Linked DNA regions of Zea mays: region 1 is linked to region 2. The links are chromatin contacts, called in public Hi-C maps. All regions are on one chromosome and are shown on one strand. Each heading gives the region's core, a stretch centred on a gene start, on an enhancer-like site or on the middle of the called end of the contact. The rest is flanking DNA. Distances are from core to core; before and after follow the strand shown.

Region 1 (4,926 bases), core at 369-2,868, 45 kb after region 2:
TATGCTATACGCATCTGCGCTTCAGCGTCGGTGACCGATCGATTCGGCCTGCCAATCCAAGCCAACTCGGTGCAAAGGAAACCGGCCGACGCCTTCGACATGGGCGGCGGCCTCATAGCGCCGGACAGGGCCATGGACCCCGGCCTAGTGTACGACATCCAGCCGGAGGAGTACAAAAGCTTGGACGACCGCGTCGACCGCCTCAACCTCCCGTCCATCGCCGTGCCCAACCTCATGTACGACTCCGTCACGGTCTCGCGCACCGTCACCAACGTCGGGCCGGTGGAGGCGACGTACCGGGCCGTGGTCGAGGCGCCGGCCGGCGTGGCGATGGACGTGGCGCCGCCGGTGATCGCCTTCGAGAGAGGCGGCGTCAGGAACGCCACGTTCAAGGTGACGTTCGTGGCGAAGCAGAGAGTGCAGGGCGGCTACGCGTTTGGGAGCCTGACGTGGCTGGACGACGCCAAGCGGCACTCGGTAAGGATCCCCGTCGCCGTTCGGACCGTCGTCCGGGACTTCGTCGCCGATGTGTCTCGATGATGAACACTGAACGATGTGTCTGTCAAAGAAGAACACCGTCTCGATGATCGTCCATATATGCGACACTGTGTCACTGTGTGTGAACACTGAACAACGTGTCAAAACTGAACTTATGTTGCCAATTTATTTGCAAGCAACAAGGCGCTCCCAGCTGATCTTGTGCCTTTATGCAGTTTATACAGTTCAAATAAACTATGAGGCTCAGCCTAGAATTCATTACAAAGCATAATTATTGAGCGAGAGACCCGATCGATGATAGTTTTGTCTGTAATTCATACATGGGCACTCTCCTATTTGCTTGCATGCTTCGTTGCAAATACAAACAAGTTTTATGTGGATTTGTGTGCACACATTCGTAATCCACATTCAAGTGAGTCCCGTTGGATGCAGCCTCACCCTCGCAGCCCATGTTGTCTAGGGCTGGGCATTTGGTTTTTTTTCTAAACTTTGGTTCGGTTTTTTGGTTTTAAAAAACTTTGGTTTTTTAGACATTAGAAACCGATCGGTTTTCTAGAAAATGAAAAACCGAGTAGTTCGGTTTCGGTTTTTCGGTAAAAACCGAATACCAAACTTATACTCAAGACAATACTTACAATAAGTTTACATGATACATTACACGTAATTTTAAAAAGTAAAAATTATATAGATACAAATATTTAGAGATACATCATACATCACATACAAACAAGTGAATAACAATTTAGTTGTATCACACATTTAGTTCACATAATCGAATAGTTAAATTTGAGAATTGATAAAATTTGGTATTCGGTTTTTTTGGTATTTCGGTCCGGTATACGGGAAAAGCCGATTACGATACCGCAAACCGAACTTCTTAAATACAAAAACCGAACCGAACTACCGAAAAAACCGAAATTTCAATTCGGTTCGGTTCGATTTTCGGTTTATGATAAAAAAGTGCCCACCCCTAATGTTGTCGACAGGAGCCCCGACCACAAACGGCCCATATTTATTTTTGCCAGATTCATCATTTAACGAGCGCCATTTGTCCACTCTTTCCTTCCAAAGATACGAATAGAGACACACGCACCACTCGAACCAGAACCACCAGGCTGCTGGTGCTGGAAGGGGGCGCGGCAGCTGGGCAGCTGGCAACGGACATGGCGGCGGCCGGCGGCGAGACCATGATGACGAGGGAGCAGCTGCTCCACCTCTTCTCCCGCTTCTCCTTCGTCACCTCCCTCCCCGGTCGGTCCCCGTCTCCGCCGCGTTTCCGGTTCGCTCCCCATCCTCCGCCTATCCGGTTTCCCCTAATCTTCGTTCCCTGTCCCCGCGTTCCAGAGGTCAAGCAGCGGATTGCCGACGCCGTCAGGGACAAGCAGGTGCGAAGCCCGCGCAACACGCCCGCCATTTCAGCGTTCCCTGTCACTTTTGGGGGATGGGGCTCGTTGGGTGGCGGTTCTTGAAATGTTAGGTTTTCTGCCTGGCCACATCTTTGTCGGATTAGCCTGACGTTTCAATTACACAGTGCGATTGCCTTGGTTTACTTAAATTTTTTAGCTTGGACCTTGTAATGTGGGGCGTTGTGAAGCGATTATCCGGTCCATTTAGCCCAAATTTGCATGTGAAGGCCTGGACATGTATGTGAAAGTTACAGTATGTTTGTGCTTTGCTCACCTTGTAGGAGGCTGTGGCCGTGACCACTGAAATACAAGAGGAGATTCTTCGCGAGATGGGAGTAGGTAAGCAAATCGCAATCCACTTGCACACCATGTTGTCTCTCCGAGGTTTTCTGTAGGCAAGCCTTTAACCATGTACTATTTCACTTCTTGCACACCATGTTGTCTCTCCGAGGTTTTTAGAAAGATGTTGCATTTACTATACGCATAAAGAAAGAACTGCAATGGAACACGTGAGCTATTGGCCATATTATCATATCTACAGCTACTGATATCATGAGGTGACACCACGTAACATATGCTGATGTATGTGCATGTGGTAGATTCATAGATATGGAATTAGCTGGAGTATTCTTCTTTTGACAATGTTTATTATGGCCTTGTGTGTCATACATGTGATCTTGTAAATATCACTCATGTCCGCCAGTTTGGTTCTTAGTCATGATATTTTCACATGTTGTCCATTGATTTATTGATTCATGGACCAATTTATTTGATTACCAGGCACTTTAGTCCTTGGGTCGATTATATATGTAGTCTGTCTACTAGCATGTTTGTTACCGTAACTGAATAATTGATATATAGTAGGCAAGGATGTTACAAGTGTCATGTGGGGCCGGACGTTTGCACGACGCCGGCTAGACCAGGGGCGCGGTCAAGATGTAATGGGCCAGATCAAGATGTGATTGGCCAAGTAGAGTTTGTTGAGAGTTTTCAGCAAATAGATAAGGATAGAATTGTTAGCAAATAAGATAAGGAGAGTTTTTAGGAGATATTTTAGGAAAGTTTGTTAGATCAATGAGAGTTTTTAGGAAAATTTGTTAGATCAAGGACTATATAAGCCACATGATGCATGTAATGGAATCAAGCAGTAATTCATCTATCTCCTATTCCTCTTCTCTACCAGCAACATAGGGAGCAGAGGGGAAAAACCTCGCCCTGCCTCTACCAGCGGCTACACCCTATGCAGCTTGGGCGCGCCACCACTGCTACCAACCCTAGACACCCAGCCACGCCATAACACCTTGGTATCAGAGGCCATGCCATCCTCCCCACCACTTCCGCCACCCAAATCCATCTCTTCACCACCATCCGACGCAGCCTCATCAACCTCTGCTATGGTTGCTATGGTGAAACCCAACACATTCGACCTAGTCACCATCATCCAATCCCTTGTAGCAACGGTGGAATCCCTCAAGCTTTCGGTCGCTGAACTCCAGTAGAACCGCCGAGTCGAGTCCTCTGCGATGGGCGGGAAGGGATAACACACCGGTGATCATCACAAGGATCGACCCCGCGGTTCCAGAAGTTGGACTTCCCAAAGTATGATGGCAAAACTGATACATTGGTGTTCCGTAACCGATGTGAGTCCTACTTCCATCAACAACGCATCATCGACGAGGAACGCGTGTGGATGGCCTCCTACAACCTCGACGACCTCGCCTAGTTGTGGTTCACCCAAATACACCAAGATGAGGGCACTCCATCATGGCGCCGCTTCTTCGAACTCCTGAACCTGCGCTTTGAACCCCCCTGCATTCAAACCCGCTCGGCGAGCATGCTGCATGCCGCCGAACGGGCCTGGTGGTGGACTACCAGGGCCGCTTTCAAGCCCTCCTGCCACGTGTGGGCCATCTCATGGAGACACAACGTGTCCAACTCTTCACTGCAGGCCTCCAACCGCCGCTCAACCTCGACGTCGAGATCCACAACCCCCAATCCTTGTCCGTCGCCATGAGCCTCACAAGGAAGATTGAACTCCGGGAACAAATCGCAGCGCAGACCATGCCACAATGGGTCGTGGCCCATGGTATCCTGCCCAGGCCACGGGCCACCCAGGCGATATCAAAGACGACGACGGTTCCCCCGATCACCACCATCACCGTTGAAGGTCGCTCGGTCAAGAAGCTCCCTCAGGCGGAGATGGAGGAAAGCCGCCAGCTCGGCCTTTGCTACAACTGCAACGATAAGTTCAGCCGTGGACACAATAAAGTGTGCCCACACCTATTCTTATTGGTCCTCGACAACGTTGGAGACGAGGACGACTCCACCGAGCCAGAGGCCACGGATGACACACCTCTCATCTCCCTCCACGCAATAGCCGACGTTCACTCCTTGACCACCATGAAGGTTCGCATCACCATGGGCAGCGCTGTCCTCTACGCCTTGCTCGACTCCGGGTCCACGCACAACTTCATCGCCGAAGACAGCGTGCCGGCAATATGATGGACTTCTACCACAACAACGCGACAAGCTGACCGTCACGGTCGCCAATGGCGAACGCGTGCCCTGCGTCGGCATGTATCGCCACGCCACGTTCAACATCGACCAACAGTCATTCGTCGTCGACTTCTTTGTCCTGCCACTCGCAGGATACGATGTCATGCTGGGCACCCAATGGCTGGCAACGCTGTTGTGGGACTTCGACCACCTGAACTGGCCAGTCCGTGACTTAATGCGACGACGAATGGCGACCTCCTCGACGCCATCCTAATGGAGTTCCAACAGATCTTTGCCGAGCCAACTGGTCTACCACCACCGCGCACGCACGACCACCATATCACACTACTGTCCGGTGCCGTTCCGAACGCCAAGTCCCATCAGCCCACAAGGATGAGTTAGAACGTCAATGCCAAGCCTTGCTCTAACAGGGACTCATCCACCCAAGCCAGTCGACATTCTCCTCATCGGTCCTCCTCGTCAAGAAAGCCGACGGCTCATGGCGTTTCTGCATCGACTATCGCAC
Region 2 (4,441 bases), core at 1,194-3,693:
ACATATTTGACAGATACACTGACATGCATGCTGACTATACGGGAAAAGGTTTTGATCAGCTAATGGATGTGATTGACAAGATCAAGAATGATCCTGACGACCGTCGAATAATTTTGTCGGCGTGGAATCCTTCAGATCTCAAGAAGATGGCTCTTCCTCCTTGCCACATGTTTGCACAAGTCAGTATAATCTGTCAGCTTGGTTTAAGTTGAAATTAGTTTTTTTTTACTTTTAAATTACAGTAGACTGGTGAACATAAGTTTTTTCTTGATAATTATGTTTTTAACATTGCTTGCATTTTATTTTTGATCTTTTTGTCAACTAAAAACATTTGCATTCAACCTATCCACCTTCCAGTTCTATGTGGAAAATGGGGAGCTATCTTGCCAGATGTATCAACGCTCTGCAGACATGGGGCTTGGTGTTCCATTCAACATCGCATCATATTCTCTCCTGACATACATGATTGCTCAAGTTTGTGGTAGGTTTTAAATGCCTTACTCTAATATTTCCCCTTAGTCCAATGTTTATTGTGCACCTTAATACAAACCTTATTGGTTGTACTGTATATCAGTATTCTAGTTTAGACTTAATTTAATTTGGAACCATTTATTCTGCACTTTGATTTTCGTTTTTACGTGTAGCAATAAATCTTCCATGTTATTTGTCATACCGCACACACAAGTCTCGGGGCTATATGTTTTCGAATATTTGTCGCCCGCTAGTTCATTTTTGTACTAAAACGCGACAAATAAAAAAGAACAGAGGGAGTAGATATTTTTGTAACGAGTTGTGAATAATTTGTTTGCTGCAAGAATTTGTGATGCCATCTTTGTATGTTGTTTGTCCCTTCTTTTCTTCTGATGTTTCTTGTACCTAACTGATAGAAGCCAGTAGCATGTTTTTCAACTCTAACCCTTTGTGTCTTAACTTTAACCTTTTGTGTCTTAATCTTGCAAGATCTTTCTCCTGGAGATTTTGTCCATGTTATAGGGGATGCCCATGTCTATAGAAACCATGTTCGAGCACTGGAGGAGCAAATTCAGAAGATGCCTAAACCATTTCCAGTGAGCCACTCCTAATAGAACTGTTTTGATGTTTCTTTTTGTTTACTTTCTGTGACCATGCATCTTCTAAGTTCTATGTGGGCCTTATGCACAGATTTTGAAGATAAATCCTTCAAAAAAGGATATAGATTCTTTTATGGCATCAGACTTCAAGCTGGTTGGCTATGACCCCCACCAGAAGATAGAGATGAAAATGGCAGTGTAATGGTAATATAGATATCCTATCATTTCTCCTGATGGATTGTCATTATCTTTTGTCATTACAAGTTTGCTTGCTCGCCGGTACAAAACAGAGTTCTAGTTCTCGTTAGTATGCATTTTTGGGATTAATTTTATCTGTCAATTACATGGACGCTTCATGTTGTCATGCACTGGTCTTTTCATCGATTTGTCACTGTAGAGTGTGGAACTAGATGCATATAGGCAGCAAAATTTTGGTATAGTTGCTTCACGCTTTGCTTTGTTAATTTTTGCAGGTGGCTTGGCTGGAGCCCCCCATCCTATGGACTCGGTGGATGTAATCAGTAGGACTGGTACTACATAAAAATTAACCGGACACCGCACTAGCTTGTTTTTGGTGATGGTGCTGAATGTTCAGTGGGAGACGTTTTCTCTGATTTATCAGTTGCGATTTGCGTACTATGGTCGCTTAAGTCAACTCTACAAAATCGGCTCCCTTTTATCTGGAGCCAGTTGATTACTCGATTGCGAGTGTGAGGGATGATCTAGGCATACCCTGTTGCAAGGGCCTACTGGGTGTGTGCCGGCCCCCATGAGGCTGTGACGATTGCGCCAGTCCAGTACCTCGTGAGAATTATGTAACCGAAGTTGCCGTGTACCTGGGAGAACTCCCGTACTGTTTGGTGTTTGATTGCCTATTTCACTTTGCAGTTTGGTCACAAGATAACGACTTGCTGGTAGGGTTTTGAGAACACATTCTGTTGCGTTTTTCTTGTGCTTTCTGGGGGGCAGAAAGCCTAGCGCCGTGCTTGCCGAAGTCGGGCTAGCGCTTGCACTTGCAGCGGCGGTGTACGATTTGGTTGGAGCGTGAAGTCTCAAGTGATCCTGCAACTGTCCTGTCAGTTAAACTCAAAGATGTTGGAAATTGTAGTACGATGCGACCCCTGCGAGTTTTGTAGAGTTGACCCTCTTTCATTTCATTGTTTTTTTAATTCAAATCAAGTTTCGTTAGGCCTGGATTCCTGGTTCCTCTTGGCTGGAGCCATGAGCCTTTGCCATCGCTCCTAGCACTGTGGATATTCGGAGCTTATATAGCAACCATCGACTTCTGCCTTGCCAATCCAGACACGTTCCATGGATGGCTTGGCCGCTTGGGGGAGTGGGGATTGAGCAGGCACAGGCTGGGTTGGGCGCCCTGCCGCTTGTTATAGAGTATAAGCAGTTACTCTATTGCTTCCGGTCTACAGGGCTTCAAGGGAGGTGGCTTTTAAGCACGTTCCCGTTCCTTCGGTTCCTGGGCGAAGGGTCACTACCTTTGCCTGTGTCTCCTGTTAGGTTGAGAACATGTATAAATACATTGCTTTATTCAATGAAGAAAGACGCGATTTTTCATTTCTCAGTTTTCCAAAATATGTTATCAGCAATGTTATTCAATAAAGAACGACCTTTTGTGCCTCGCGTGAATGTGTCTGGTTTCGAAGGGTGATTGATCATATTCAATCATCATGTGGGATTCATTCCATTGAATCACTTACCATTATCTATGACGATAATGTAGCATGTGTTGCTCAGATGCAACAAGGTTATATCAAAAGCAATGTTACCAAACATATTTCTCCTAAGCTATTATATCCTCATCAACTTCAACAAAGTGGTGAGATTAGGGTCATGCAAACAAAGTAGTTGCATATTGTTTCTACAGTACCCAAGCCCGTGAACCTATGGGTTTTTTAAACCCGACCAAACCTTATGCGTATTGTCATTTTATTTTATAAACAAACAACAAACTTGTTATCTCCCTATTACTTCCTAATTTTTATCAAATGGTGAATGTATAAATAGTTGGTGAGAGTGTTTCTTGCTTGCTATTATAGTTTTTACTAGCGTTATATATGTGGTGGATGAATAACTTAGTGCAAGGTTACTTGATTATACAACTTATTATTTGTATTTCATTCTCTCTACTAATAATTTTTATATCAAATCATGAACTCGTGGTTTATCACATAAATTTTGGACCATGATCTCATTAATCATTACAATACTTATTGATTATGAGAAGAACAAACATATTGGAGATGAAACTCGCGAGTAACCCATGGGTACTCGCTAACTCGATGGGGTACCGGTTTGGGATGGCAAAACCTAGCGGTTTTGTACCCGTTGCCATCTCTAGTCGTCTCCCTGTTCCCCTTACGATCCATCCCGCTTCATCCCATCCCTCTTCCCTGCACCCCTCTCTAACCTAACCGCCCCCTTGCCATACGAGTGCCGTCAGCTCGAGCCCACCTCTCGACACGCTCTGCCATGCACCACCTCGCTCGATCCTCGCTCTCTTACACCACAAAGTCACCCCTCGCGCGCCTGGTCTTCCGCACTGCTCTATCGCTATGGGTCGTGGCTAGATTGGATCCTACAACGTAACCCTAGAGCCGCCACGAACTGCCATACATGGCCTCCTGCGAAGATGGCTTCGGCCTCCTCGATGACGATACACACCAGACGACAACACCCCCGCCCCTTGCCCTCACCGTCTAGCAACTTGTGCCACCGCCACCACAGGCCACCATCCCTTCAGCTTCATTGATGCGGCTGAGGGCGCTACCGCCGCCGCTGGCTCTTTCAGCACATGCCTTGGAGGAGGGCAACCACCATGCCGAGCGTGGCAAGCCGGCACACCATGCCAAGTAGGGTAGCGAGCGCACCGAGGAGTTCAACACGATGGGGCGAGCATTGTTCCTACATCAGCCACAATAGAGATGAAGGAACTTGAGAAAAAATATTGTGAGGCAGCAGGGGTATTACATCTATCGCTGGTTATTTTACTTTAAACATAGATTGCTTGGAGAACTGAATGATTTTTCATGCATTCAGGTGTATTTGAATTCTTTATGGTTGTTGCTTCGATTATTCATACGCGGTCATATAGATTCAGCTAAAGAGAGGTTAACGACATTGTTAGATGCACTAAAGGCTGAGGTATTGACTCCTAGGAACATCTTTGAATACGTCGGGTGCATATATAACTAAACTGTCTATTGAGAATTTTACATATACAAATTAAAGCTAGGTAAGAAATTCTTTTGACTATCAGTTTGACCCTTTTTCAGTCTATATGGCATGTGGAATGGCTCCTCGACTTGCTTATATTATGGGCACTATCAATATGAGTGAGCTAAAAAGTGCACATAATA

What was found. A called contact is a pair of places that touch in the nucleus more often than the background predicts.
Region 1: a Hi-C map of ear shows a contact between it and region 2, with 2.8 times the contacts expected there. The contact joins the promoter of LOC100277340 here to the enhancer-like site in region 2. A contact is called at or near these places in 7 of 25 Hi-C or Micro-C datasets (bundle sheath, ear, leaf and 1 more).

The regions. Positions count from the first base shown.
Region 1 is chr2:227,827,883-227,832,808 of Zm-B73-REFERENCE-NAM-5.0, forward strand. LOC100277340 reads left to right here and starts at 1,619. Exons shown (of 7, transcript NM_001150934.2): 1 at 1,619-1,749; 2 at 1,843-1,883; 3 at 2,186-2,243. The coding sequence starts at 1,662. It overlaps LOC100193256 (putative subtilase family protein), which reads left to right. Exons shown (of 10, transcript NM_001358698.1): 10 at 26-706. The coding sequence ends at 540.
Region 2 is chr2:227,781,813-227,786,253 of Zm-B73-REFERENCE-NAM-5.0, forward strand. LOC541707 (bifunctional dihydrofolate reductase-thymidylate synthase) reads left to right here. Exons shown (of 12, transcript NM_001348567.1): 8 at 14-179; 9 at 358-481; 10 at 961-1,067; 11 at 1,162-1,274; 12 at 1,544-2,000. The coding sequence ends at 1,272. Among protein-coding and RNA genes, the nearest start is that of LOC541707, 12 kb to the left of the region's middle. Within about 2 kb of position 2,444, at least 5 of the 20 cell types and tissues checked have an H3K27ac peak or open chromatin away from gene starts, as enhancers often do. A contact at or near this core is called in ear, where this site is marked.